Linked DNA regions of Mus musculus: regions 1, 2 and 4 are each linked to region 3. The links are chromatin contacts, called in public promoter capture Hi-C maps. All regions are on one chromosome and are shown on one strand. The core of a region is the stretch at or near the end of the contact, and the rest is flanking DNA. Distances in the headings are between cores, read along the strand shown.

Evidence for each region. Promoter capture Hi-C pulls out the DNA fragments that hold promoters and counts their contacts.
Region 1: a promoter capture Hi-C map of pre-B cells shows a contact between it and region 3, with 6 times the contacts expected there. A contact is called at or near these places in 6 of 39 promoter capture datasets (the 3T3-L1 cell line, cranial neural crest, hippocampal neurons and 3 more), 4 of 484 Hi-C or Micro-C datasets (B cells, CD4 T cells, muscle stem cells and 1 more), 4 of 130 datasets of targeted methods (astrocytes, bone marrow-derived dendritic cells, large pre-B cells and 1 more) and 2 of 9 other capture datasets (adipose tissue and liver).
Region 2: a contact with region 3 is called in a promoter capture Hi-C map of liver, with 4 times the contacts expected there. A contact is called at or near these places in 1 of 39 promoter capture datasets (liver) and 2 of 130 datasets of targeted methods (large pre-B cells and microglia).
Region 4: a contact with region 3 is called in a promoter capture Hi-C map of liver, with 3 times the contacts expected there. A contact is called at or near these places in 7 of 39 promoter capture datasets (the 3T3-L1 cell line, hippocampal neurons, liver and 3 more) and 1 of 130 datasets of targeted methods (microglia).

The regions. Positions count from the first base shown.
Region 1 is chr19:18,626,703-18,633,405 of GRCm38.p6, forward strand. It overlaps Ostf1 (osteoclast stimulating factor 1), which reads right to left and starts at 5,111. Exons shown (of 10, transcript NM_017375.3): 1 at 4,918-5,111. The coding sequence starts at 4,951. It overlaps Nmrk1 (nicotinamide riboside kinase 1), which reads left to right and starts at 5,314. Exons shown (of 9, transcript NM_145497.2): 1 at 5,314-5,379.
Region 2 is chr19:18,606,304-18,612,551 of GRCm38.p6, forward strand. The region is part of intron 1 of Ostf1 (osteoclast stimulating factor 1); the gene reads right to left. Among named protein-coding and RNA genes, the nearest start is that of Ostf1, 22 kb to the right of the region's middle.
Region 3 is chr19:16,775,918-16,782,788 of GRCm38.p6, forward strand. It overlaps Vps13a (vacuolar protein sorting 13A), which reads right to left and starts at 5,016. Exons shown (of 72, transcript NM_173028.4): 1 at 4,753-5,016. The coding sequence starts at 4,852.
Region 4 is chr19:18,566,474-18,573,249 of GRCm38.p6, forward strand. No RefSeq gene overlaps it. Among named protein-coding and RNA genes, the nearest start is that of Ostf1, 62 kb to the right of the region's middle.

The DNA.
Region 1 (6,703 bases), core at 3,861-6,360, 1.9 Mb after region 3:
AAAATCAATAAACCATTTGAAAGGGATGGTCAAGGTCAGAAATCAGGCTGCTAACTACAGTGGACTGTCACCAAATTTGTCCAAAATGAGATGGCCGCAAGGTTCACATGGCATTCAGTGCATATATTATCCCATGGCCAGCGCATCGAATTTCTCAAAAAGTGTCTATGAGAACAAAATTCTCTCCTGTACACTGACCAGCTGGGTAGAGCTACTCTCCTTGCATTGCAAACATGGCTGAAAATCTCATAAAAGCACTCTAGACATACTGAGAGTCCGTAGAGATCTGAAGGGCAGGATGGCCCATGTACTAAAGACTGATCCTATGTGCCGTATCTAATGAGTAGCGGAGGGTTTCAGAGACAAACCTTCAACCTTCAGGGGCCAAAAATGATGCCATAAAAGATAAAATGCCACACAAGGAAGGCGCAAACTGTGATTGAAATGATGTTTCAAGCATATTACAGACAAAACAGAATGGAAACAAATCCCAGCCACAGCACGACAACTCAATCTGACACCAGGGCGGCATTCTGAAGATAACTGCTTCTATCTTCTTTTTATAATAAAAACTGATTTGCAGGAACAGTGATTATTTGTCAATACTCTAAAACAGAATGTATATTTTATTATTATGTTTTGTTTTGTGAGGTAGGTGCTGCATGCTGAATAACCAGGCATGAATAACTACAGACATGTACCACTCTTCATGGTTTGTTTTGTTTTATCTTTTTCTTTTTTTTTAATTACAAGATTAAACAATTAAATGAGAATAATCAGACATCGAATTGTAGATACATAAACTAAGGACAATTGTAGATACATAAACAAGTAAGGATGGAGCTTCATCTGACAGCTCCTGGGAAATCCCAGAGCCCGGTGCAAGGCCTAACATACAAGCTATATTACGGAAGGTCTAAACCAGACACAGAGGAGGGTTGCGAAAGCATCTGATCTCTGCACCCAGGAGGCAGAGGCAGACTGAGCTCAGTGTATTCCATCCAGGCAAGCCTGGGCTATACACAGTAAGTTCCAGACCAGCTAGAGCTAGACAGGGAGACTCTGTCTCAAAAAGAAACAGATAGAAGCAAGCAGAAGCAAGGGAAGAAGAAAGCAGAAAAGAAAAAAAGAAATGTCTACAGGGCAATTCTGAATGCTCCCCTTCTCCCCCAACTCTTGTTGTGGGGAGGGGAAATGGGGGAGAGGTCTCTCCTTTCAAGATCTACCAGAATTTGCCTGGGCTGCCTCCTACCACCAATGGCCCCTTGTTGGGTGCAGGCTGCTTAGCCTGAAAGATGCATCATTGCTTTGTTGTTTAATGTCCCTTGCTATCTGTGACGCTTCACACTGACATAGGCTATGGAACCACACAGGGGACAAGCGTCCAGATTTACCCATGAGGATCATCTAGAGTAAGTCAGCCTTTAAGAATGCCTGGAGGGAAGCCGGGCGTGGTGGCCCACGCCTTTAATCCCAGCACTCGGGAGGCAGAGGCAGGTGGATTTCTGAGTTCGAGGCCAGCCTGGTTTACAAAGTGAGTTCCAGGACAGCCAGGGCTACACAGAGAAACCCTGTCTCGAAAAACCAAACCAAAAAAAAAAAAAAGAATGCATGGAGGGGTTAGTTCATATTATTGTTCCACCTATAGGGTTGCAGACCCCTTCAGCACCTTGGGTACTTTCTCTAGCTCCTCCATTGGGGGCCCTGTATTCCATCCAATAGATGACTGTGAGCATCCACTTCTGTGTTTGCCAGGCACTTGGCATAGCCTAACAAGAGACAGCTATGTCAGGGTCCTTTCAGCAAAATCTTGCTGGCATATGCAATAGTGTCTGCTTTTGGTGGCTGATTATGGGATGGATCCCCGGGTGGGGCAGTCTCTGGATGGTCCATCCTTTCGTCTCAGCTCCAAACTTTGTCTCTGTAACTCCTTCCATGGGTATTTTGGTATCCCCAGAGCTCGTGTCTCTAGCTGTATACGTAGCAGAAGATGGCCTAGTTGGCCATCATTGGGAAGAGAGGCCCCTTGGTCTTGCAAACTTTATATGCCCCAGTACAGGGGAACACCAGGGCCAAGAAGTGGGAGTGGGTGGGTAGGGGAGCAGGGTAGGGGTGGGGTATAGGGGACTTTCAGGATAGCATTTGAAATGTAAATGAAGAAAATACATAATAAAAAATTGGGGGAAAAATGCCTGGAGGGATTACATTGATTAGGTTAACTGAGTTGTAAACACTGATCCTAAACAAGGGCCGCACCATCCTGGTTTGAGTACTCCATCTGGATAAAAAGGAGGATGCTATCTGAGTGGGAGCATACATCCTTCTCTCTCCTGGACTGCAGAGGTCATGTGGCTTGCTGTATCCAGAAGTTTCCTGCTGTGGTAGAGTACACTCACGCACTGTGCGGCAAATGAAATCCTTGATCTTTTAAATTGCAACAGAAAACAAACAAACAAACAACTAAGTAAGCCATGCCTCTAGACTCTTACAGTAAGTCCTCTGCCCTTCTCTGCCTCTCCATCTGGCTCCTGTCTTCTCAGTGTTGCCCTTTAAATTAGGAGCAATGTGGTCTTACTCCACTGCTACAGAAAACCTGCCTAACACAGGAAGAGAGTCTGTGGGAATTTCTGTCTCAGATCTCAGTGCCATTAGAAACAGCACATGTTAGTTTCCTGAGCACTGCAGGCCTTGCTGGTGGTCTTTCATCTGTCTGCATGAGGCAGAGAATCACAGGACCTCCCCTTTTCGGTAACTCTACAGGAGCCTAGGACCTGTATACCAGCTTACTTTTCTTTTCCTTTTTTACTATTCTTCCCTCTCTGCCCCAAGCCTTTGTCTTCTCCCTCTCCCCCAACTCTCTCTGATAATTTGAATGTTTAGAAATATTTTGGAGAAGAGAGAGGGTGTAAACAAAGCAGCAAGTGACAAATTAAAACTTAGATATAGTCTCAGGAATGCCCAGCTTCTTTGGAGACCTTCATCCCCGTGACTTGCCAAGGGAAGAAAGCACAGTACACCTGCTGTACCCTAACCAGGGGTGTTCAGCATGGCTGTGCATAAAGCAGTCTGGCTGGGGGCCAGAAACCTGGTTCTTTGAGATTCCTATCCAGTTGTAAAATATTCAGGGCTCCTCACACAGGAGCAAAGCACAAATCCTGGAGTCAAACATCTGAGTTGCACTCCTCTATGACCCATACATCACCACCCCATTGCTGAGAGGAGATGAGTTAACTTGTTGTGCCTACTCCCCCTGGACACTGGGAATAAAAAAACAGTTACTGACCTGGTAGGTTACTGAGAAGTGAATGAATTCAAACACGTATGTGTGACTAGACAAGCGCCTAGCACACAGTACATGTGGGACAGTATGAAAATAAAACTTTCTGTTTTCAAGTAAGCAAGCACAAAGCTTAAGTCCTACTGACACTAATATTTCTCATTATCCATTACTAGGTAAATAAACCGACTTTCATGGCAACTCTATGTTTGGGCCTCACTTATAAATCCAAAGTGAAGTCAAAGTTCTCTCTAAATAGTAAAAATGTTTAGCCATGTGTTTTCTGGTTTGCTGGAGAGGAAAAGGCAGAGATGTAAACAACAAAACTGGTTCCCAGAGCAAACCTCGACTTAGTAACAGGCTGGGTCCTAAACCACACCCAAGGGTGCATGAACACACAAGTTCACAATCACGTACACAGGGGCAGGCTCCTGCCAACACTCACAGACTCAACACTGACTTCACTTTTACTGTGTCTGGGGGAATGAAAAACTTCACGAACCGATTCTCGGCACATTCTTCAAAATCAAGAGCTTTGTTCAGCCATCAAAGAACTCAGCTTAGTTGGACCCTCGAGGTACTTACTGACTTACAGCAGAGTTTACAAAACTGCCACCTCATACATCCGCATCTAAATTGCAAATTGCAAACTTCTCAGATTTCACGTCGAGGGCAGCCTCAACCAGCACCCGCCCAGCCTCTGCTCAGGCCAAAGCCAGTCTGAGCCACTTCCTTCATATTCCGGCCCTACAGAATTTACGTCGACAGCGAATGCCTGTTTCACAAATATGTGTGCATTATTTTCAAAGTCAGGGGCTTGATGCTGCCACAAAAGAAGGAAACTGGATAATTATTGAAGTTGAAGTGACTGTCACTTTAGTAAAACAAACAAACAAGCAAAGCAAAACCAATAAAACAACCTCAAGGGCAAAAAAAAAAAAAAAAAAAAATCACTGAAGCAGCAGCATAAGCAGCTATAAAAGTTGATGTAAATGGCTTTCAGCCTTTGTAATACCAAAGCTGCAGGAGATTAGGAAAAGGGGTCTGGGAATTCATCAAACATTCATCTCCCATTTTTTTACGATCCCTGTCAATTCCCTATCCAAATGAAAATTCCCACGAGTTTATTTAGTCTCGTTTCTCCATATCACAGAAAACACTCTAAGAACAACGTTTTTAAAAGTGAACCAGGAAGGGCGGTCAAGAAAACTGCTTTGAGGAACTTCGTACTCTCTCCAGTTTAGTTCGCGAGAGTCACCCTAAGCAAAAACACTAGGATGCATGACAGAGCGACACTGCCTAAAGCTAGGAGCCGAGAGGGTTGCAGCCCGGCTGTCCCGCTGGCAGCGCCCGAGCAGCTCTCCAAAGCTCCCGGGAGACCTCGGGTCCCTGGCCCGCTCCAGCCCGGGCGCAAACCCCACCCAGCCGCAGCGCACTTCCCGTTCGCCTGCCGGTCAAGAACTCCAACTTGACAGCGACAGGGCGAAATATGAGGAAGTGGCCGCGACCGAGGTGCTGCCACCACACCGCTAGAACGTCCTGGCGAGCCGTGTGGACAGAGTCCGAGGACGCTCCTCGGGAACTCGAGCACCGGGTCCCGCAGCCTGGAGACCCGCACGCGCAGCGCACACCACTCTTACCTGGTTTGACCGGTTTGGGAGGTGGCTTGGACATGGCGCTACACGGAGCGACCAGGCTCAGCCGCGGGAGCCCCACACGCACACGAGAACTGGGCGCCAAGCCTGCGCTGGCCGCGGCCGCTCCGGATCCGCGCGCAACCCGATGCGGGACACTCGGACCAGCGAGCTCCGCAGACAGCCCGGCCTTCCCACCAGGAAGTGGCCGCGCCTCGCCGGCTGCTGATTGGCTGCGGCGGGGAGCCCGGCCGAACCTCAGAGGTCCAGCCTGCTCCGGCACGCCGGAGCCCCGCCTTTCTCTTGGGGGAGGAGCTTTACAGTAGCCACGCCCTCAGGCCCTGCGTAGGGGAGGCTATGAAAGCGCAGTGGACTTCGCTGCCTAGGTGAGCACCGGGCAGTGGTAGGCATGAAACGCTCTTGAAGCTTGCTCTGCGACCCTGCTGGGAAGGATTCGAACCCGCTTCGGTGAGTACCCACTGCCTGCTGCGTACACACGGCGAGGCCTGGGAATCTTCAAGAGTCTCCTTCGCTGTATGTACCAGGAACCTGATCGTGTCTAGGGAAACCGCGGTGGGACTTAGATGCTCCTAAAAAGCAACTAGACACTGCTAGCTGTAGGAGACCCCACATTTGCTAGCTGGAGAATCGGGTCTTGATCCCCCACGGGACAGGACAGCTTTTTCTACAGCATCTGGTTAACAAACTCCAACCCACTTGCTGCCTGGCTTTTATAAAGACTTCTAACAGTGCTTTTGGCGTTTTTTAAATAGCTGAGACAAAAGCATAGTATTTTGTGGCACACGAAAGTTAGGGGAAACTTAGATTTCCGTGACCATAAAATTTTATTAGAACACAGCATGCTCGTTTGCTTATGCATTGGCTTTCTTATTACAATTTCAGAGTTGAATAGTTACCCGCGAAGTCAAAACTATACTACTGGCTGGTACTTTATACAAGTTGCCCAACACGAGAGTTTATGTTCACACATAAGTAAACTCACAATGTCACAGTCAATATTATATGCCTATTGTATATTAGGGGTAATAAAAATGAAAATACTGGTTATGTAAGAAACTACAGGGTCAGCACAATGGTCCAGCTGCCCCTGCTGCCAAACCTGATGAGCAGAGTTCAGCCTCTAGCACCCACACTTTGGAAAGAGAACTCCCAGGAGACCTATGACCTGAGCATGTGTTCTGTGGTGAACCATGGCATGCACCTGCCCACACACATGCACCGCAACCTAGATACAAATGTAAGAAAGCAACTTTTTAAAAAAGAACCTCCACAAAATGGACCTTCAACATGTCTATTGAAGGTTAATTTACGGGGAAAAAAGTGACTGAAACTTCAAGGGGCAAAGGTTAGCAGGAGCTTGGTCATGGCTATGCCCCCAGGCCTTGCTTACCAGGAACTCTACCTGTGGGGGATTTCTGCTTACCAAAAGGGTTCAAAGTTGAAATTAGTCCTATTCATGGGAGCGTATCCAGATAACTGTAGCCTGAACCTCACGGAAGTCCTGAAACCTGGGCCTTGAAGTCATCTGAAGAGCATGTGTGTTTGCTCTTGTGTTTCTCAGATTTGATTGATGGTGGAGTTCTTGCCGCCTGCTGACTCTTCCCATCCTCCTGGGAATCATTCTGTGCTTTAGAAGTCTCTGTTCAGAGTGGAATAGATTGAATATAAACATAAGCCAACTATGAAGAAGATTTAACATTTCACTGGGATTAAATCAAAGATAGTTTTAAACAATTCTGCGTATGAGCCAGTCTTGGCGAGGCTTGCCTAT
Region 2 (6,248 bases), core at 1,613-4,112, 1.8 Mb after region 3:
TCTTTCTCAACTGTGAGAATGTAGTCATTGATACCACTGCAAAAGAACCTTCCTTGCCCTTTGCACAGCAAGAGCACAGCTCATGGACTTCCACATGGTTTCTGGTTATAGCATAGAACACAATATCCAACTGGTCTCCAGTGTCAGCATGTGCCACAGACCTCAGCATGGTCTCTGGTGGCAATACCAACTGCAGACACCATCATAACCCCAGGACCACAGGCCACAGACATCCACATGGCTTCTGGAGCAACAGAAGCCACAGACACCAGTATGATCCCCAGTGACAGCTTGGCCAGCCCATGGATACCAACATGGCTTCAGGCGGCAGCATAGACCACAGACATCCACCCGGCCGTCAGTGGTAACATGGACCACAGACATCAATGTGGCCTCTAGTGGGAGATCAGACCACAGACATTCACAGCTTCCAGCCATGGATAGACCATGAACCTCAACAAGGCCTCTGGCAGCAGCACAGACACCATCACAGTCTTCGGTGGCAGCACAGGCCAAGGACATCAACATGGTCCCTGGTGGTAACATGACCCACAGTGAACTACCTACCACACATGGCTGGTAACTGGTATATTCAAGAATGTAAGACTAGAGAAAATGGGAATGAGTCTAACGTCCATTAGGAGAGAACTATGTTAAGTCAACCCTGATTCATCAGCATGTTGGAACCATTAAAAAGGAATGCTAACCGTTAGGGAGTCAGTCTACATGCCCATCAAGTGGCAAAATGAGGAGGAAAATATCGGGGCTAGATTCATGGCTCAGTCAGCAGAGTTCCTGCCATGAAAACTTGAGAATCTAGGTTCATTCCTAGCACTCATGTAAAACAGCTGGGTGTGGTGGCTTGTTTCTCCAGTCTCAGGACAGTACCAGAGAGGAAGAGACACACAAATCCCTGGAGCTAACTGGCCAGACAGTGTAGCCAAAGCAGGGAGCTCCAAGTTTGGTGAGAGACCCTGTCTCAATAAATAAAGTGGAGCGCAACTGAGGAACACACCCAGCATTGACCTCTGGCCTTCACATACACACATGAAAACACACCTGCACGCCCAGGTTCACACACATACCTTGAACAACTGCACCATTTATGGGGCCCTTCACATTCTAATTTACACTGCTGTTTCCATTCACTGCACTGAATGTTTATAGAACATTTATAACGTGTGAAAACTGCGGCCATACCGTATCATTCCGAGCAGGGGAGGAAATCAGTCTCTTTCCTGTAAATGTCCTACCGTGGAAAAGCATCTCAGAGTCTCCCGGGACTTGATGAGTGTAACAGAAAACCTCTCTCAAGTACACTAGCTCACACCTGCAAGGCTAGATAGCATTCCGAGGCTAAGACAGGGCTGCCCGGAGTGTGAGACCACCCTGGGCTACACACACAGTAACATCCAGGCCAGCCTGTACCAGAGTGAAGCCCTGTCTCAAAAAGTAAGCAGGGCTGGGAAGATAGCTCAGTGGGTAAGGTTCCTGCAAACAAATAGATGTAATTTTTTTTTTTCTTGTTGTTGTTAGTTTGCTTGTTTGGGGACTATCCATACCTCCCACCCCTGATTTATGGAGAAAGGAAACACCACCTTTAACCCTACCGTGTAGATCCAGAGGGCTCTACACAGCAAGCTCTATACCGTGAGAGTTGGTGCAGAAACAAGGAGGGCAGGGGAAGGAGGCGGGGCTGCCTGAGAAAGGCTCCAGGCTGAGGTGATCGTTCTCAGATGGTTCAGATTGTCATCTCAGTTACCTCAAACTTTCCAGAGAGAAGTCACAAAGGAAGCAGTCCTCTCGTGACCAACATCCAGGCTAGAGCTTTCCAGTTCCCTTCAGAGATAGTCTAAGGAGGGACGACTGGTGGATACTCTTGTAAACAAGATACAAACCACCAATTTGCATAGTTCCAGTTCTTTCCATTTTGATGCTAAATACTGAAGGAGATTAGCCAGACACACAAAGCAGCATTCCAGCGGTAAAATACCAAGACAGTTCATCACAGACCCCTACTTACTACTGCTTAATACTGGGCGTTGCCTTTTATCTATCCTTTTCACTCCATGTTCTAAAGGCTCAGGGCTGGAATTCTCAAAATCGAAGTAACTAGAAATGAAAGAGTTTAACAGAAACATCCAAAGGCCAAGGAATCACAAAACCAGGAGATTTCTCACAATTGCAGGCTAATGGGCCTAAATATTCTGTTGTTAGAACAATTAATACTAATATGCAATCCGCTGGTCCTCTTGGCACACAGAGTTATCTCTGGACTGTGTTCTGTAGACTTCGGGCTTACAGCAGTGTCTAGGGGATGAAACCGAAGCTCTGTTTCTTGCTGACGTCCTGACAGACATCTAACAACAGATCAAGAACACACGGTGATCAAGTTTACTGATCCAATTTTACTTAAGGAAGGCAGACTCACAGATGTCAAAGAGCTATGCTCTTGGACATGCAACAAAGCTTTCTAAGGCTCTCTGCTCATTCTCTCACCAAGTATTGTTACATACAACAGAGAGAGCAGGAAGCTAAGAGACTGTGGAAATGGTCTGAAATTGGGATCCATAAGAATGAAGGGCTCCCCCCCCCAAAAAAAAGGCCCAACATAACCTTTGTCTTAAATGTAGGTTGAGTCTGAAATGATCTAGCATTCAGATGGCTCTGCAGGAAGATTCTGAATTAAGCAGTTCTAACCACCATCACCACCACCACCGCGGCCATAGCCACTGTTTCTGAGGTCTTATTTCCAGCCTTGCCCTTCCCTTTTCTCACTAACCCCCTTATCCCCTAGAGAGGAGGAGACTATCATCAACAGCAGTGTTGTCTTTTCCTCTGGAGGAAGGCTGGCCCTAGACTTCAAAGCGTGAAGGTCAAGGTCGTGGAAGGGTGAAAGGAGGGGAGCTGGTCTTTCCCGGGCAGGGAAGGGAAGCATGGGCTTTTCCAGTATTTGTCTTTGCTCCTCTGGAGCCCTGAAACAACATTTAGATAACTCAGGACTTGTAAAAGTGAGCAAAACATGTCAAATCGATCTTGTTTGTTGTTAGTGAAGAGCTGGCAGAGCTTCACATACCTGAATTCAACTGGCATATACCCACCCATACACAAAAACAATGAAGACAGAATTACCCTATAAAATCAATGCCTCAACTAGGCACTGGAAGCTAACAAATAAAATGCCATGTGCCAAGTGTTCTTTACTTCTTTTGGACTTGCTGACTAGTGAGTGTCTTAGTTAGGGTTTCTATTGATGGGATAAAACACTATGACCATGATAAGCAACTTGGCGTCACAAGTTAATTTCTTTTATACTTTCACATCATAGTCCTTCATGAAAGGCAATCAGGGTGGGAACTCAAGCAGGGCAGGAACTTGGCAGAGGCTGATGTGGTGGCTATAGAAGAATGCTCCTTAGTGGCTTGCTCTCCACCTCTTGCTCTCTGCCTTTCTTATAGCTCCCAGTACCACCAGCCCAGGGGAGGCAGCACCCATAGTGAGCTAACTGGAGCTTTCCACATCCACCATCAGTCATGAAAATGTACCACAGGCTTGCCCACAGGCCACTCTGGTGGGTGAAATTTTTCCATTGATGGCCCATCTTTCCATATGACTCTGGTTTGTGTCAAGTTGACATAAAATTGGCCAGAATAGCCAGTGAGGCCCCCTGAGACTCTCGAATATTATATCTACTGGCTATCCCCAGTGCTCTAGTTTATCATCCAGAACTTGGTAGTGAGGCCTTATTACTAACACACCACATGCTTAAGTCATAGAACATTGCAAAATCAAGCTGGTGTTGACCTGGAAGGTCCATCCATCCTACATGCTAGCTTTCACAGTGCTGGAAGGCTCTATCCGAGCTACTAGGGAGGAAAAGTAGTCCAAACGTGCCCAACTATGAATCCTGCAAGCTACAACAATTGACTGGTCTAGAAAGACGTGGTCAGAAAATGGGATACTATTATCAATAGAAGGAAGTTAACAAGTCATGAAAAGGTGGAGAAGACTTCAGTGCACGTTGCTTAGTAAACGTAATCAGTCTGCGAAGGCTACATCTCCTGATCCTTGCCACCGCATCTCTCTATGTGGCCCATGCAGATGACAGATGGCTACATCATGGAGCTGACCAGCAAGAACTTAATCAAGTAGTAATTCTCAATTGCAGCTGCTATTCCAGATGTAATCCCCTTACCTAAATACATTAATACATTTCCTGATGCTTGTTATGCGGGTATTTATCTAGCAAATACTTTTTTTGTTTTTTACATATCTGTCCATTAAGGACCACAAGAAGTAATTTGCTTTCAATTGGCAAGGCCAGCAATACACCTATACTGTTGATATACTCAAACCTTGGGTTTACTTGTTGGTAACATGTATGTGTATCAGAGGATAGGAAATAAATACAACCAAAGTTGAGGGTGTTCTACCTCAGTAAAACTACTAGTCTAGTAGTATGGGATATGCAGAGATCGTCTTTCTAAGGTTAAGGATAAGTGGTTGTACCCAACCCTCCTGCTACCAAGAAAGAAGCACAATGCTTAGAGGGCCTATTTGAATTTTAGAGGCAGAACATTCCTCACTTGGATTTGTTTCTCTGTCCCATATACCAAGTCACTCAGAAAGACACTATCTTTAAGTGGGACCTGGAATAGGAGAAAGCTCTTCAATAGGTCCTGGCTGCAGTACCACTTGGACCATATGATTGAGCAGAGCTGACAGTACTTGAGGTGCCAGTGGCAGATAGGGACCTGATGTCTGTAGCCTTAAGCAGACCACTGTGGAAAAATCATAGCAGATACTCAGGGGCTTTTGAAACAAGGATCTATCATTGTCTGCTGACTTCTCTCCCTTTGAAAGACAGCTCTTAACCTGCTACTGAACAGTCAGGAGAAACTTGACGGGATGGGGAGATCTCACACACACACACACACACACACACACACACACACACACCACAGGACACCAAGCTGAATATTATCTGACCCACTAATTCATAATGTAGTGGTGCACAGCAGGAATCCATTTTCAAATGGAAGTAATATATACTTGGCTTGGTTTATTGATGCTTCTGTGATATATGAAGGTGCCACCCAGAAGTGGACAGTTTCAGAGTTAAAATCCCCTTTCTGTGACAACCATGGAAGACATTGTGGTCAAGGAAAACCTTCACAGTGGGCAGAATTTTGGGCCTTACATTTTGCTTGTAAGGATAAATGACCAGACATTTGACTGTTTACTGATTCCTGAACTGTAGCCAATGGTTTGGCTGGATGGTCAGAGACTTGCAAAGAGCATGACAGAAAAATTGGTGAGAAAGGCATTTAAAGAAGATCTATGTGGACAAAGCGCTCCAAATGGACAAAGGGTATGAAGGCACTTCTGCCTCATGTAAGTGCTCATCAAAAGATGACTTCAGCATTGGAGCTAATAGTCATGGTTAGGACAACCCATTCTGTGGACATTCAGCCTCTTTCCCCAGCCATCTCTTCCCTGGTCATTTCCCAGTGGGTCCATGAACAAAGCGCCTATGGTGGCAGACATGGAGGCTCTACAGAGGCTTGATAACATGGACTTCGACTTGCCAAGGCTGACCTGGCTGCAGCTGCTCTGAGTGTTGGATCTACTCACATGGGAGGCCAACAATGGGCCTCCGATAAGACACGGCACCAGTCCTGGGGATGACCATCCAGTGACATGACAGCATGCCAATTATACTTTCTTTGTGGAAAGACATTCCTTTGACATTTCTGGAATAAAATCTAATTCTGGTTACAGATTTGCCTTTGTTGCTGCATCTGCAAAAAACTACCATCAGTGGTCTTACAGAATGCCTTATCATTTTCTCTCACACAGTATTGCTTCTGACCATGGTCAAAGAACTGCTATAGAGAATGTGTGCTCACGGAATCCCCTAGGCTTACCATGTTCCCCACCATCCTGAAACAAATGGCTTGATAGGATGGTGGCGGTAAAATGGCCTTTTAAAGACACAATTACAGCACCAAAGGTGGTAATGGCTTGGATTATGTCCCCAAAAGTGGGTTGTAACACTGCAGCTGTCCATTTCTGCCTTCATATAGCACAGAAGCATCAATAAACCAAGCCCTAGACTTCACTTCCTCAGCCAGCGGGTCCTAGGGCATCCTCCATGAAGCCATCAGTGCATGCCTGGGAATGGAAGGTGTTATAACAAGAGTTAAACCATAGTCATTTGGGAAACGTCTTAATGTAGCTTGCTTTTG
Region 3 (6,871 bases), core at 3,766-6,265:
TTATAGCCACCTACACCCTCTGTTACCTTAGTCATAGGTCTAGAAGAAGAAAACCCAATTCCACGCTGCTAAATGGACATACTACTAAAGCAACAACATTAGGAGTAATGTGCTATTGCTCTGCTCATGGATGAGAACATCTTTCCAACAGAGAAGCATCTCCTGGTAGTGTATGGCAACTGACACCTATGCCCTCAACTGGTCAACAGGCAGAGAATACACGTGCGGAATGGTCAGTCCTAAAGGGGACACATTTACCAAAATCCTTCTCCCAAGGCTCAGAGATCTGGAAGAAGGGAGGATGCAAAGATTATGAAAGCCCAGAGGTGGTGGACATCAAAGAAACAGTGTTTTCCAAACACAACAATCTAATTTCCATTATCAAAATTTTCAACTTTCAATGAACTTTTTAAAGCCCAGGTTTAACTAGAGTTGTTCCTTTTGGAATTCAAAGGAGACTTTTTTTTTTTTAAAAAACTTTGTTTCATTTATCAAAATATAACCAAATTCTTTCACATGTCACCACATGATCCAGAAACTACACTTATACATATTTATTAATGGAAATTATTTTATTTATTTATTATCTTTTGGTTTTTCAAGACAGGATTTCACTGTGTAGCCTTGGCTGTCTGAGAATTTCATCTGTATACCAAGATGACCTTGAACTCAGGGATCTTCATCGGCCTTTCCAGTGCTGGAATTAAAGGCATGTTCTACCACACCCACCTTAGCAGTGGGAATTTTAAACATGCCTTTAAAAAATATTCACATGAATGTTCATAGTGGTATCTATAATATCATAAAAGTTGGAAACAACATAAATGCCCAACCGATGACTCAATAAATATTCACACCATTAAATACTATTTAATCTACCCTTCAATAGTAAAGACATCTAAGATATCTTAAATTAAGGAAGCCAGTAACAAAAGAATATTACATGGCTACACTTAAATTAAATGTCAAGAGTCAGCAAATCTATAGTCAGAGGACAAATGGCTTCCAAAGGTGGGTTACTCATGAATAAAGAATATGTAATGTATGCTAATGAGCTGAGAAGTTTTTTGGGGGGCTGTGGGAAGTAGTTAAATGTTCTAGAATTAGTGGTAAGTGCTGTACAACTGTTACATTACAAAATAAAACACTAAATTGGAGAGTTACAAAGAGAGAATTTTATGATGCATAAGTTAAATCCCAATAGAAAAAAGAAGAGTAAGCAATCCAATTTAAAATAAGCCAAAGATCTGGCCATTTCACTGACAAAAATAAACAGCAAAAATCATGAAAATGTACCCAACACCTAGTAGCAAAGAAGCTGCAAATTAAAGGCTTAATTAATCACAGTGCTTAATACTACATACCTACTGGAACATCATTTTAAAATACTATTTTAGGGGTAGGAAGATGGTTTAGCAAGTAAAGTGTTTGCTATACAAACTTGAGAACTGGAGTTTACATCTTCAAAATTTACATAAATGCTAGGTGGGCATGGAGGCCCTCCTGTAATTCCAGCCTCCAAAGGGTTCCTCAGAGCAAGCTTAGAAAAATAAATAAATAAATAAATAAATAAATAAATAAATAAATAAAAGCATTTCATTTGGCTTAAAGTTTCTGAGTGTTGAAAGTCCATGATGGCAGAGTAAAGGAACAGCTGAGAGCTCATGTCCTGATCCACAACCACCAGGCAGAGGCACTGAGAGTTCAAACCTCAAAGCCAGCCCCTAGTGACACACACACCTCCTCCAGCCCCCAGTGACACACACACCTCCTCCAGCCCCCAGTGACACACACACCTCCTCCAGCCCCCAGTGACACACACACCTCCTCCAGCCCCCAGTGACACACACACACCTCCTCCAGCCCCCAGTGACACACACACCTCCTCCAGCCCCCAGTGACACACACACCTCCTCCAACCCCCAGTGACACACACACACCTCCTCCAGCCCCCAGTGACACACACACACCTCCTCCAGCAAGGACGTGTGTCCTAATCATTCCCAAACAGTTCCACAAACTGGGGATCACCAAGTATTCACACATGCAGGCAACCATATAGACCTGCACACCCACCGCACACACATACAAGGAAACAACATTTTAGAAGTGAGGCTAGCAATGCTCAAGAGGATAGTGCACAGCTACATCTTGATACAAAACTGGTGATGGTGCAACATAACAGAGCCATTTCAGACATCAGTGTCAAGGTGTATTAGTTAAGTTTGAGGGGTGGATTCATGGGGGAGGGGGGACCATAATAAAATGCTCGAGACTGGTTCTTATAGACAAAGTAATACATTTGGCTCAGTTTTGCAGGCTGAAAATTCAAACAGCATAGCAGCAGCTATGGTGAAGATCACACACACACACACACACACACACACACACACACGAGAGAGAGACAGAGAGAGACAGAGACAGAGAGATACACACACAGAGACAGAGAGAAAGCTCACAAAAAGAAACTGAAAGCTAAGGTGAGAGGCCACTGTGCCTTGTTAGGCCTACATCTAAAAGATCCAGCACCTCTTATCAGTGCCAGACTAGGGGCTAAGCTTCCAACATAGAACTTTTAGGAGACACAATCAGACTTTAACCAAATCCTATCATTTCACTTCTCATAAAGTTACATATTTACTTACCACTCACAATCCCACTGCTAGGCATTTACTCCAAAGAAATAATTTATGTTCACACTAACACCTGATGCACCTTGCCCTTTAACTGCCAAAAAGGAAATACTGCAAAGATGGCAAACCTGTGTCTATAACAAGCCCTAACGTCCTGCATACATCACCTTGTCCTGCCATTCCCGTGCTTCTGAGCAGGACAAGGTGATGTATGCAGGACGTGAATGACGCATGGACGACTTCTCTGCATTCTGTTAAGAAGCCTGACTCAAGCCGCTACACAGAAGCTGAGTGTGATGGCACAGGCCTTTAACCCCAGCACTCAGGAACCAAAGCAAGAAGATTCTAAGTTCCAGGCCAGCCTGGGCTACATAGTGAAACTGGATCTCAAAAAGAAAAAAGCTACAAAGCCAAAGGATTCAGTTTATAACACTCTTAAAAATAAAAGCAAACCAGCAGACTGTGAACAGATAAGTAACTGCCACTCGAGGAAGAATCAATTACAAAGAAAAGAAGTGGGAATTTCCTAGGCTTATAATCTTTTTGTATCATTATTGAGATAGTTGAAACATTCTTAAGGTTTATTAAAACAAAACTATTCACAAGACTCAACTTTATTCTAGGTAAACTTTAAATACATAAATTTGGTGAATTATAGTTTACACAGCCTGCACCTTAAATGTACAAAACATTTCACTACAAATCAAACCACTGTTCAAGTAACGTTTTCTTGTTCATTTTATTGTTTTCATCTGTATGTATGAGTGTTTTGCCTGTGTGTATGTCTGTGCACTACACGCTTGTGTGCAGTGGCCCCTAGAGCCAGAAGAGAAAGGCAGATGCCCTGGGACAGATGATTGTAAGCTGTCATGTGGACACCAGGCTTGGATCCAAGTCATCTGGAAAGGTAGCCAGCGCTTTTCACCACTGAGCCATCTCTCCAGGTACCAGCTCAGATATTCTTCCAGGCTTTTTTTCTGAGCTACAGAGTTTTGTTATCCTCACTCTGCAACTGAGAAGCAGCGCAGACTAAGCAACTTGCAAGTACCTGATCTCAAAGAGGCTGTGCTAGCTCTTACAGATCAATTGCCCACGTTATCGTGGAAGAAGGTACCTAGCTACATTGAGGGCTTGTTTGTTTAATAAAACTAAATTACTTGTTTTCATTATTTCAAAAATGAGAAGGCTCAAGATAAACGAGAACTTTTAGAAAGTTTTAAGTAAGTACATTATCAGAGAATGCACACACTATTTACACAAATAATTAACCCTAACTTTGGCCTGGAACGTTCATTTCAAAAAAGGCCTCTACTTGCTAATAGCTACTTAAAATAAACAAGAGTCTAATGCAATACAGATGGAAACACTAAAAATAAGACACTGTATTAGGTAAATCATTGCAGTGAAGGGGTAGATGCAGCCCTTCCCATCTAAGCAACAGAGAGGAGTGCTCATCACGTCTTCGTCAGGTCCGAGAAACGGAAAGCCCAAATTACATTTTGACCGTCTGTTTTCCTGCATTTTCTTTTCGTTCTTTAAAAAAACAAAAAACTCAGGTCTTACAAACACCCACATTCCCACCTGGTCAGGCTGCGACCTGAAAACCTAAGTAACTCTGAGATACTCTGAAAGGGGCTTTCCTTTCCTTTTATTCCCCCTGTCATTTGCCTGTCCCAGCTAAGCAACACCCAAGTCCAAGTTCAGTGGCCGGACCGGAACTCGCCTAGAAAGCACGGTGAAGTGGGGCAGGGAAGGGACGAAGGGTGTCTTCGCGGACGGCGCCTGGTCTTCACGTGCAAGTCGGCGTGCGACTCCCCGTGGGCTCGCCGGAGCCTTCCTGACAGCCCGGGGCCAAACTGCCAGGGATGCCTCCCTTGCCCAGCGGAGGCCAAGGGTCACCAGCACCCGGCCCCACCGGGACGCGAGGCTTCAGCCAGCGCCTCCCCCAACCTCACGGCTCGCGCCGCCCGCCCGCCCGCCCGGGAACCGCCGCCCCGCTTTACATAACTTGAAGGGCGAGGCGGGCAGCTGCAGGTGGCGGCGCCGGGCTGGCCAAGGACCGAAGCCACGAGAAACCGCGCCGCCGTCTCCCGCGACCCTGGAGCGGCGACCCCGTTACCTTTCCAAATGCCCAGGGAGAGCTGGGACTCGTCCAGGTTCACCACATAGTCTCCCAGGAACCGGTTCAACACTTCCACGACCACCGACTCGAATACCATTTTTTTTCCTCTCTGCCGCGGAGGGCACCGCGGCACTACCCGGGCTGCTCCTCCCTCGAGACGGCTCGGCTTACCGGCTCCCGGCCCGCTCCAGCTACGGTGCGGGTGCTGCCGGGTCCCCTCAACCCGACCGCGAGCCCCACAGAAGGAAGGTAGCCGCTCGCACCACGCGTGCGCAGCTCGGGCTGCGCGTGGGGGCGTGACCGACGCGGAACTGGAGGCGCGGCCGGGAGCGAGAGTGAAGGACGGCGGCTGCGCAGCCGCGGGCCCGCCCTTGCCCGCGAGCGGACCGCCGGGCCTCTCCCGCCGGCCGCGCCTCCTATCCGTCGCTTAGCAACAGAACACCAGTCGAGCGCTGGAGACCCCGCCCCGGAATGATTCTCCTTTTTACCCGCAGCGAACTTTCTCTAGGAGGCGGGGCGTGATGATAACCGACAGGAACGCCGCTTCCGAAAGAGAAAACTAAGATCGCGGGATCCAAAGAGTGGAGAGTGTACAGCTTGGTGCGAGGTTGCGGGAAGTTTCCTGAGGCAGTTTCCCAGGACGCTTTTCCCCCATTATTACCAGTTGTGAGGTTCGGCCAGCCTTGGTGCTTGGGTACTTCCTGACGTTCTCCCTTCTCCTGGCAAGGATGCGAACTGGCCCTTCAGTTGCCTTCCCTTACTTCCTCAGCTACTAATCTGTGCTGAGGAGGGGCGAGGGAGAGTAAAGTTGGGAGATAAATTCCAAGTTCTTAATGTGCAACTGCTCTTGGCACCTTTTTCCGGTCAAATCATTTATGTGAAAGCCGCCAGTCATGTTAAAGAGTAGCACGTTTGAGTCAGTCCGGAGACAGCAGAGAGCCTGCCAAGAACCAAGAAAGACACCTCTGAGCCTTAGTGGCCAAGCTAAAATAAGTAGTGTCTCCGCTCCACGCTTGGACTTAGAGAAAATTGGTCCCAAAGTCCTGAGGTCACAAGACAGAGGTGCAACTTACAGAACCGACATTAATCCTCTGAGGATTTCAGAGGCAGCAGTACACTTTCAACTTTCTCTTCGCAAGGCACATCCTGATTTGGCACTGAGTGTATTTTGTGCATAGTCATCAAGTATCTCAAATTTATTTCAGAAAAAAAAAAGAGCAAAAATAGTGTAAACTTTTTTAAGCTTTTAAAGAATATATTAGCATATATTTTACAAAATAATGGGTTTCATTATAACATCTTGATAAATGTGTATATTTTGGTCGTTTATTACCCATGACTCTTTCTTGTCCTATTGACTGATTCCTTCTTCCCAAATAGGACCCCTTCTGTTTTCATGGATTTTTCTATCAAGATTCTAAACCTTCATCCATGTTGGTTTTTTTTAATGAGTTTTTATTTAGCACAATTTTAAATTTCATTTGTGTGTGTGTATAAGTGTTTTCTACATCCGTACCTGGTACCCTCAGGAATAGCTCTCTGGTTATTGGCGTTACAGGAGGTTGTGAGCCTCCATGTGGGTGGGTGCTGGCAACGGAGTTCAGGTCCTCTGAAGCAAATGCTATTAGGCAGTGTCGTCTCTTGAGCCTATTCTAAAATTTGATCCCAGAGAAGATATAAAACACTGGACTGCTTCTCCTATGGTCCCCAAGGACAAACGCAGATATGATTCCATCAAAGTTCACGTTGGAGAACCAATGAGTTTGTTGGGCTTCCTTAAAGAGCATATCTGAGGACTTCGTTATGGGAGTGTGGGTGTGGGAAGTACTTACCCAACAGGGATGAAGGCTTCTCCATTGTAGCTTCATAGACAGAACCCACTCTTCTAGTCTTCCCCATCCACAACCCCAGTTTGTCAGTCCTCAAACTGTGGGTATCCACAAGGGTCCTGAATAAGCCTTTCACAGGGGTCGTCTAAGACCATTGGAAAAAGAAAGATATTTGTATTACAATTCATAGCAGTGGCAAGATTAGAGTTGTGAAGTAGCAACAAAAATAACTTTATGGTTAGGAGTCACCATTACATGAGGAACTGTGTTAAAGGGTCTCAGCAATA
Region 4 (6,776 bases), core at 973-3,472, 1.8 Mb after region 3:
TAGACCCTTCTATTCTTGACTCTAAAGCCAGAGCCACATGGCCAAAGTTGCAGCGTTCTACTGCTTGCTGGGACTGAAACATGGTACCCTTGCTTTCTGTTTTCCAACTCCTTCACTAACTAACCTTGGCTATCCTGGAACTTTCTCTGTTGACCTTGAACTCACAGAGCTGCATGGCTCTGTCTACTGAATGCTGAGGTCAAAGGTTTGTACCACTAGGCCTGGACTTAAGCTTTTTCTCTACTTCGAATTTGCTCTTCACAGGCTGGCTTTGAACTCAAGAGGTCTGCTTGCCTCTCTCTCCTGGGATTAAAGGTGTGTACCACCATGCTTGGACCTAAGGTTAGCTGGTTGGGCTCTTGCCCCAAAGTCAGCCCTCTCTTAATTTGTTTATCTCCTTGAACATAGGATTCAGCTTCATTTCACTTCCTGGTGCCCCTTTATTACCATACATTTTATATTTTCCTTTCTCAGTGTGCTCCTTTTCATTAAAACACTCTTCATAAAAGTGAACCTTAATAACCACACAACAGAATTTGTACCAGGCTGTTTTGGGACTTCCTTTATCAGTGCAATTAATCTAAATCATTTCTCCTTAGCCTCAGGCAGACTATTCTAACAATGACAAAAATCAGCCATGTTCTTCAGCAAAATATCACAGAAACAGTCTCTAGGCCACATACCTAGGCAGTATCCAGGCAGATGTGGGACTGGAAAAGCTGAGAGTTCTATGTTTTCATTCAAAGGCAGCCAGGACTGGCTTCCAGGCTGCTAGGAAGATTCACCTGTTGTGTTGCTCCCACCCTCTATCTGGCAAAGGCTTAACCAATGTTTAGTCTACACTCACCTGAATAGCCATAATTACAGAGAACCTCAAGGGCTAAAATAGAGTCATCTGATACTTGCTAACTCAAGTCAGTATACTCATCTGAAAAAGTCTCAGTTATCCACAAACCTTGGTAAGGGCAGAACCGTGCCTTCCCTGTAACCCAGTCATATTTTAAAATCCCAACTATCAATACATATTTGGAAACAGAACCTTGAAAAAAATGATTAATTTAAGTAGAAGCCATTGTGGTGAGGCCAAGTACAGTTTACTGCTTTCCTCAAAAGAAAGAGAAAGGTGGTTAAGGGGCCGTGGGTAAGAGAAAGAGGGAAGTGGGTAAGAACCCGTGTCCCATCAGAGTTCTGGTGCTCTCGGCGGTGGACGCAGGGGTGGCACTCCACCCAGGGAGGAAGACAGGAGAGGGCAGGGGGAGAGGGGGGGCGCTGGATGGTTCCCACTCAGGCGAGAGTCCTTAGTCCAGTCCATGGCTGCAGCGTAGGAAGGCCTTCTGGCGGGCACTTATACGCAGCTCGTTAGGAGAAAGCCTATCCCATTGTTCAAGCATGGTGGGCCTTCATGATCAGAGCTAGTCTATGGTTTTAGAGCTTTTTTGTAGAAAGGCAGGGGAAAAGAGAGAAGGTAGAAAGAGAGAGAGAGACCGGGCATGGCCACATGGAGAGAGGGGAGAAGGGAAAGAGAAAGAGAGCTAGAGAATAAGAAAGGTGAAAGCTTAAAGAGAGAGAGAGGTGGGGCCAAGCAGTCTCTCTTATAGTAGGCTGGGCTATCTTCCTGTTGTTAGGTAACTGTGGGGAGGAGTCTAGCCAGAATGCCACAAGCTTGGGACATTGTCTACGTGACAGATAACCACGCGCCTCTCCTGTGGGGGCTGTGGGGACAGTAACTTTGACAGGAGCCAGGGGTCCAGGAGACTTGATTGAATGCCTTCTGTCCCATGTAGGTGGAAATTACCACCCACCAATCCCACCGGGGGTTCAAGACCTATGCTCAACTGGAGACCAGGCTCTCTGTGCATAGCCCATTGCCCCACAGGTGGTCATGCAGAAGAATAACTGGAGTACACATTCACAGAGAAGAGACATGTGCTAGCATACTGGGACCGCAGCCACTGCCAGTCTGAAGAGCAAACAATGTGGCCTCATTTTCACAGCCTCTGAGCTATGAAAAATCATGCCCCAGAAAACTAGGCAAACCTTCAGTGTAATGTCTCATTGTTATGCCTTGCTTTTTCCCACCATTAAATTCCACCCACCAAATAGAAGGCAGCTGTGACCAAAAAACGGGGCTGGTGTATTGGCTTCCTGGAGCATGGGACTCACACTCATGAGAACGATGACATGTCTCAACTAAGGTCACTAGGGGAGGGTGCTAAGGGGCATGGAGGTTTGCCAAAGTGTGGATTTCGGGCAAAAGGAAAGGGGCAAGGTCTATGTAGAGACATCAGAATTGTATGAGAAGGAGGAAAGCCGGACAGTCGAGAATCGTATCTCTAAGTGGTAAGAGTCCTTTGCAATTACTAGAAAGCATTTGAGCATTTGTCTTGAACTAAAGGTAAATAAGCTGGTGCTAAAAGCTTATGCTGCAAATGCAGATCCTTTGGGCTTAGGCAGTCTTGACAGCCAGGATGGCTTCTGGGGGCAGTTGTGCAACTTGTGGCTTCTGTTTCATTTCTTACCTCTTAAAACGTCTCTGTGCGTTACTCAAGTGATCTGAGTGGCTATCAGAGACCAGTAACCATTCCATTAATACAGGGAAAGGGGGGACAGCTTACACGCTGGGTATCTCCAAAATGTCTCAGTGGTTTATAAAACTCTGTGATCTGAAGATTAAAAACAGGCAATCTGACTTCTGAAAGACTCATGACCTTTGGCAAGTTTGTATTTTTGTGTAAACTGAAACTCAAATAGTACAATTGATTTGCAGCTTAGCTCAAAAGTTTGATGTGAGCTACAATCAAAGCTTGACTCAGTTCCCATCACCCTGGCTAGCTAGTCATTTGGGCAAATTAACACCTTTGGGTCAAGTTCATTACCATCAAAATGACATAATAGCACATCACTCCTAGGGTTATTGTGAGAATTAAGTAGCATGGGAAATGTAGTTATGTGACACACATAACAGATATCAAATAACCATAAGAGTTGGTGGCTTAAATATGGCAATTTTATTTCACTCACGGTTTTGCAGATCAAGATTACAGTAAAAGATTGCCTGAGTATTCACACCACTTCAAGTATCAGCTAAGGTGATTTCTCAAGGGTTGAAGGATCTGAATCCAAGATGGCTCCCTTCTGGACTTAGGACATGCTTGTCCTAGCTGTCAGAGGGAGATGACCAACAGCTTTCAGCTACAGGCTGGTGTCCTCCCCAGGGGGCTACTCTGGTTCCCTGCCTACTAGGTTCCAAGAGACCTGAGCAGAAGCTGGCTGACTTCATATAACATAGCCCTAGTTCCCAGAGGCCCACATCATTGCTGTCTACCAGTGAAGCATGTCCCGAAAGTCATCAGAGACTCAAGAGAGTAAGAATTAATCTCTACTTTTCCCAAGTGAAATGGTAATTTGGGCCTGTCTAAAATCCAGCCCCACTTCTGAAGTGTTTACTACACTAGCCACCATTCTCTGAACTATTGCGACCACTGGCTCTTACCAGAAAGAAGACAGAAGAACACCAGGCAGTTTTGTGTCTTAAATTGGCATCAGAGAATCAAAGAAAATAAGAGGTAGAGATTGGAAAGGACCATAGTTTAACTGTTCTCTAGACACAACAGAACAACTGTACTCATGAACTCAGGTCAGCTCTAGTTGCTTGCCCAAGATCAACTAAGTCACTATTCTAGCATAGCAGAAAGAGTTCACAGGTCTCTACTCCTCACCTGACAATCTACCCACAGTCCTTGGCTTCTGGAGAAAAGTTGGTTTTCTTTCAGGGTGTGGCCCCTACTAGGTCACCCATATTAAAATGGATTGTCCCACACCCAGGAGTTTATATGTGCAGCACAAATTGGATTATAGTTGTTTTGACAAGAGGACACAAAGTTGGGGAGAGGTGGAAGAAGGTGGTTATGGGAGGAATTGGGAGGAAGAGCAAAACTAAAATTAATAAATAAAAAAAATGGTAGCCTGAAAGAAACAGTGTTGTTGCTGTGATATATCATACCCTGTGATTTTCGGGGCTTTAGAAATGGTTTGTAGAAGAATGTGGGACAATTTTGAGTTGCGGGCTAGAGACTCACTAGTGATATTAAGAAGAGCTTAATGGGTGGCTTTAGTGGGCAATTGAAAGATTAGAATACTAACAGGAAGGGATGCAGATATTAATCCTGTGCTCAGAAAGTTTCACAGCAAGGACTGTATCAAGAATTGAAATGATGGCTGGAAAGTAGTGGCACATGCCTTTAATCCCAGCACTCAGGAGGCAGAGGCAAGTGGATCTTGAGTTCAAGGTCAGCCTGGTCTTCAGAGCAAGTTCTAGGACAGCCAAGGCGACACTGAGAAATCTCGTTTCAAAGAGACAAACAAACAAAACAAAACAAAACAAAAAAACAAAAACAAAATAAATTCTGACAAAAAAAAAAAAAAAACTGACTGCACTGTTAACATTTCCTCTAGGCTCAGCCCAACAGTTACCTAGCAACAACTAGATACCAACCTGGCTCACATATAAAAGCTTGCTCTCTCTCTCTCTTTCCCAACAGCTTTCTCTCTTCTCTTTATTTCTATCCTTCTCTGCATCTTTCTTTCTCTGCCTCTACTCCCTTCCCCAGACCCCCTTGCCACGTGCCAAATAAACTCATTTTTATACTAGACCTATCATATGGTTGATACATGGGGCAGGGGGAGGACATGGGGGGGGGGGGGTTAGTGAGGGTGCTCCAGCATGAGCCTGCCAAGGCAGCCCCTCCTGCTGCATCACACTGTTGCTTGCTTAAAACAAATTACATCCAGCCTGGGCTCAAAAAATTGGAGTGATGCTAAATTGCAAACTAATGGGTAACTTACTTGGTAGACAAAATTTCAAGGCAGCTTAGCTTAGCTTTGGCTACCGCGCATTCTGCTTACCCAGATTTACAGTGAGGAAGAGCAGACGACAGGACAGAAGGGAGTTCTGCCTAGATTTATGTCAAGTTGACACAAGCTACGGTCATGCGAGAGGAAGACACTTGGATTAAGAAACTGTCTCCATGGGCTGGTGAGATGGCTCAGCGGTTAAGAGCGCTGACTGTTCTTCCAAAGGTCGTGAGTTCAAATCTCAGCAACCACATGGTGGCTCATAACCATCCGTAGTGAAATCTGATGCCCTCTTCTGGTGTGTCTGAAGACAGCTACAGTGTACTTACATATAATAAATAAATAAATAAATAAATAAATAAATAGAAAGAAAGAAAATGTCTCCGAAGACAGCTACAGTGTACTTACATATAATAAATAAATAAATAAATAAACAAACAAACAAACAAATAGAAAATGTCTCCATAAGATCTGGCTGTAGGAAAGCCTGTGGGGAATTTTCTTAATTAGTGATTTATGTGGAAGAGCCCAGAAAACTGTGGGTGGTGCCATCCCTGGGCTGATGTCCTGGGTTTTATAAGAAAACAGACTGAGCCAGCCATCTTGAGCAAGGCAGTAAGCAGCATCCGTCCATGGCCTCTACATCAGCTCCTGCTTCCAGGTTCCTGTCCTGACTTCCTTTGATGATGAACAGTGACATGGAAGTGTCCCCTCCAAGTTGCTTCAGTCACGGTGTTCCTTCACAGCATCAGAAACCCTAACTAGGACAGACGTTAAAAACCCCACCACTCCGTTTGGTGGGGAAAGGAATGTAGGCCCTTACAAAGTTGAAGACGTGACAGATATGGACTACATGGCTGTAAATGTTAACGCGATTAGTGCTATTAAGGAGAAATAAGAGTTTGTTCTGGGCCAGCAGAGATCCATAAGTATTCATTTTGTAGGTTTGATGAATACAAGAGTTATGGAGCCACTGAAGTTTGTACAAAGGTGCCATAAAGAAGCTTGATGAGGCCAGGCAACATGTCAGGGAAATCACGTGTTGTCAAACAGCCTGATAAACATTTATGTTTATACCCATAAACGTGTGCTGCTCTCACTTCTGGTCGGAGAAGCTTCTTTTTGCAGCAGGCAGCGTTGAGTACAGATGCTCCTAACTGCCCAACATGCTAAGAGTAACTGTGAGTGCTCAGCTGTGGATCAACCTATAAGAACTGTCCCACTGGGCGTGGTGGCGCACGCCTTTAGTCCAGCACCCAGGAGGCAGAGGCAGAGGCAGAGGCAGGCAGATTTCTGAGTTCGAGGCCAGCCTGGTCTACAGAGTGAGTTCCAGGACAGTCAGGGCTATACAGAGAAACCCTGTCTCGAAAAACCAAAAAAAAAAAAAAAAAAAAAAAAAAAAAAAAAAAAAAAAGAACTGCCCCACTTCCACGGATCAAAGAACATCTCCAGTTAGGGGGCGAACATATGTAAGAGCTGGAAGACGAGGGGCAAAGTTCTGAAATGCTGTCCTTTGTCCATGGCACAACTGTCAGCAATCATCAACTAACAGCAACTATTACCTGCCTAAAACTGCCCAAGGTCAGTCAACATTCCCAAAGGCAGCACCCAGTGTTAAAAAAAATTAAAAATAGAGGTGGGAGACCTCAGAGGGGAATGAGAGTGTAGAGATGGAGATATATATATATACTACCAAGTGATATGTGGTATACAATTACAAAATTCAAAGATAAACAAAAATATTTTTAAAACTCTACTCAAGTGACCATGACTTCCATAAGAATAAAGTTTATTATAAAACATACGATAAAAGGAAGTTAAATAGTACTGGATATATATAGCTATAATTTAAACCACAATTGTAGGTAACAGAAAAGAGCCACAAACTCATTTGAATATAATGAAATTTTATGTATGGGTGT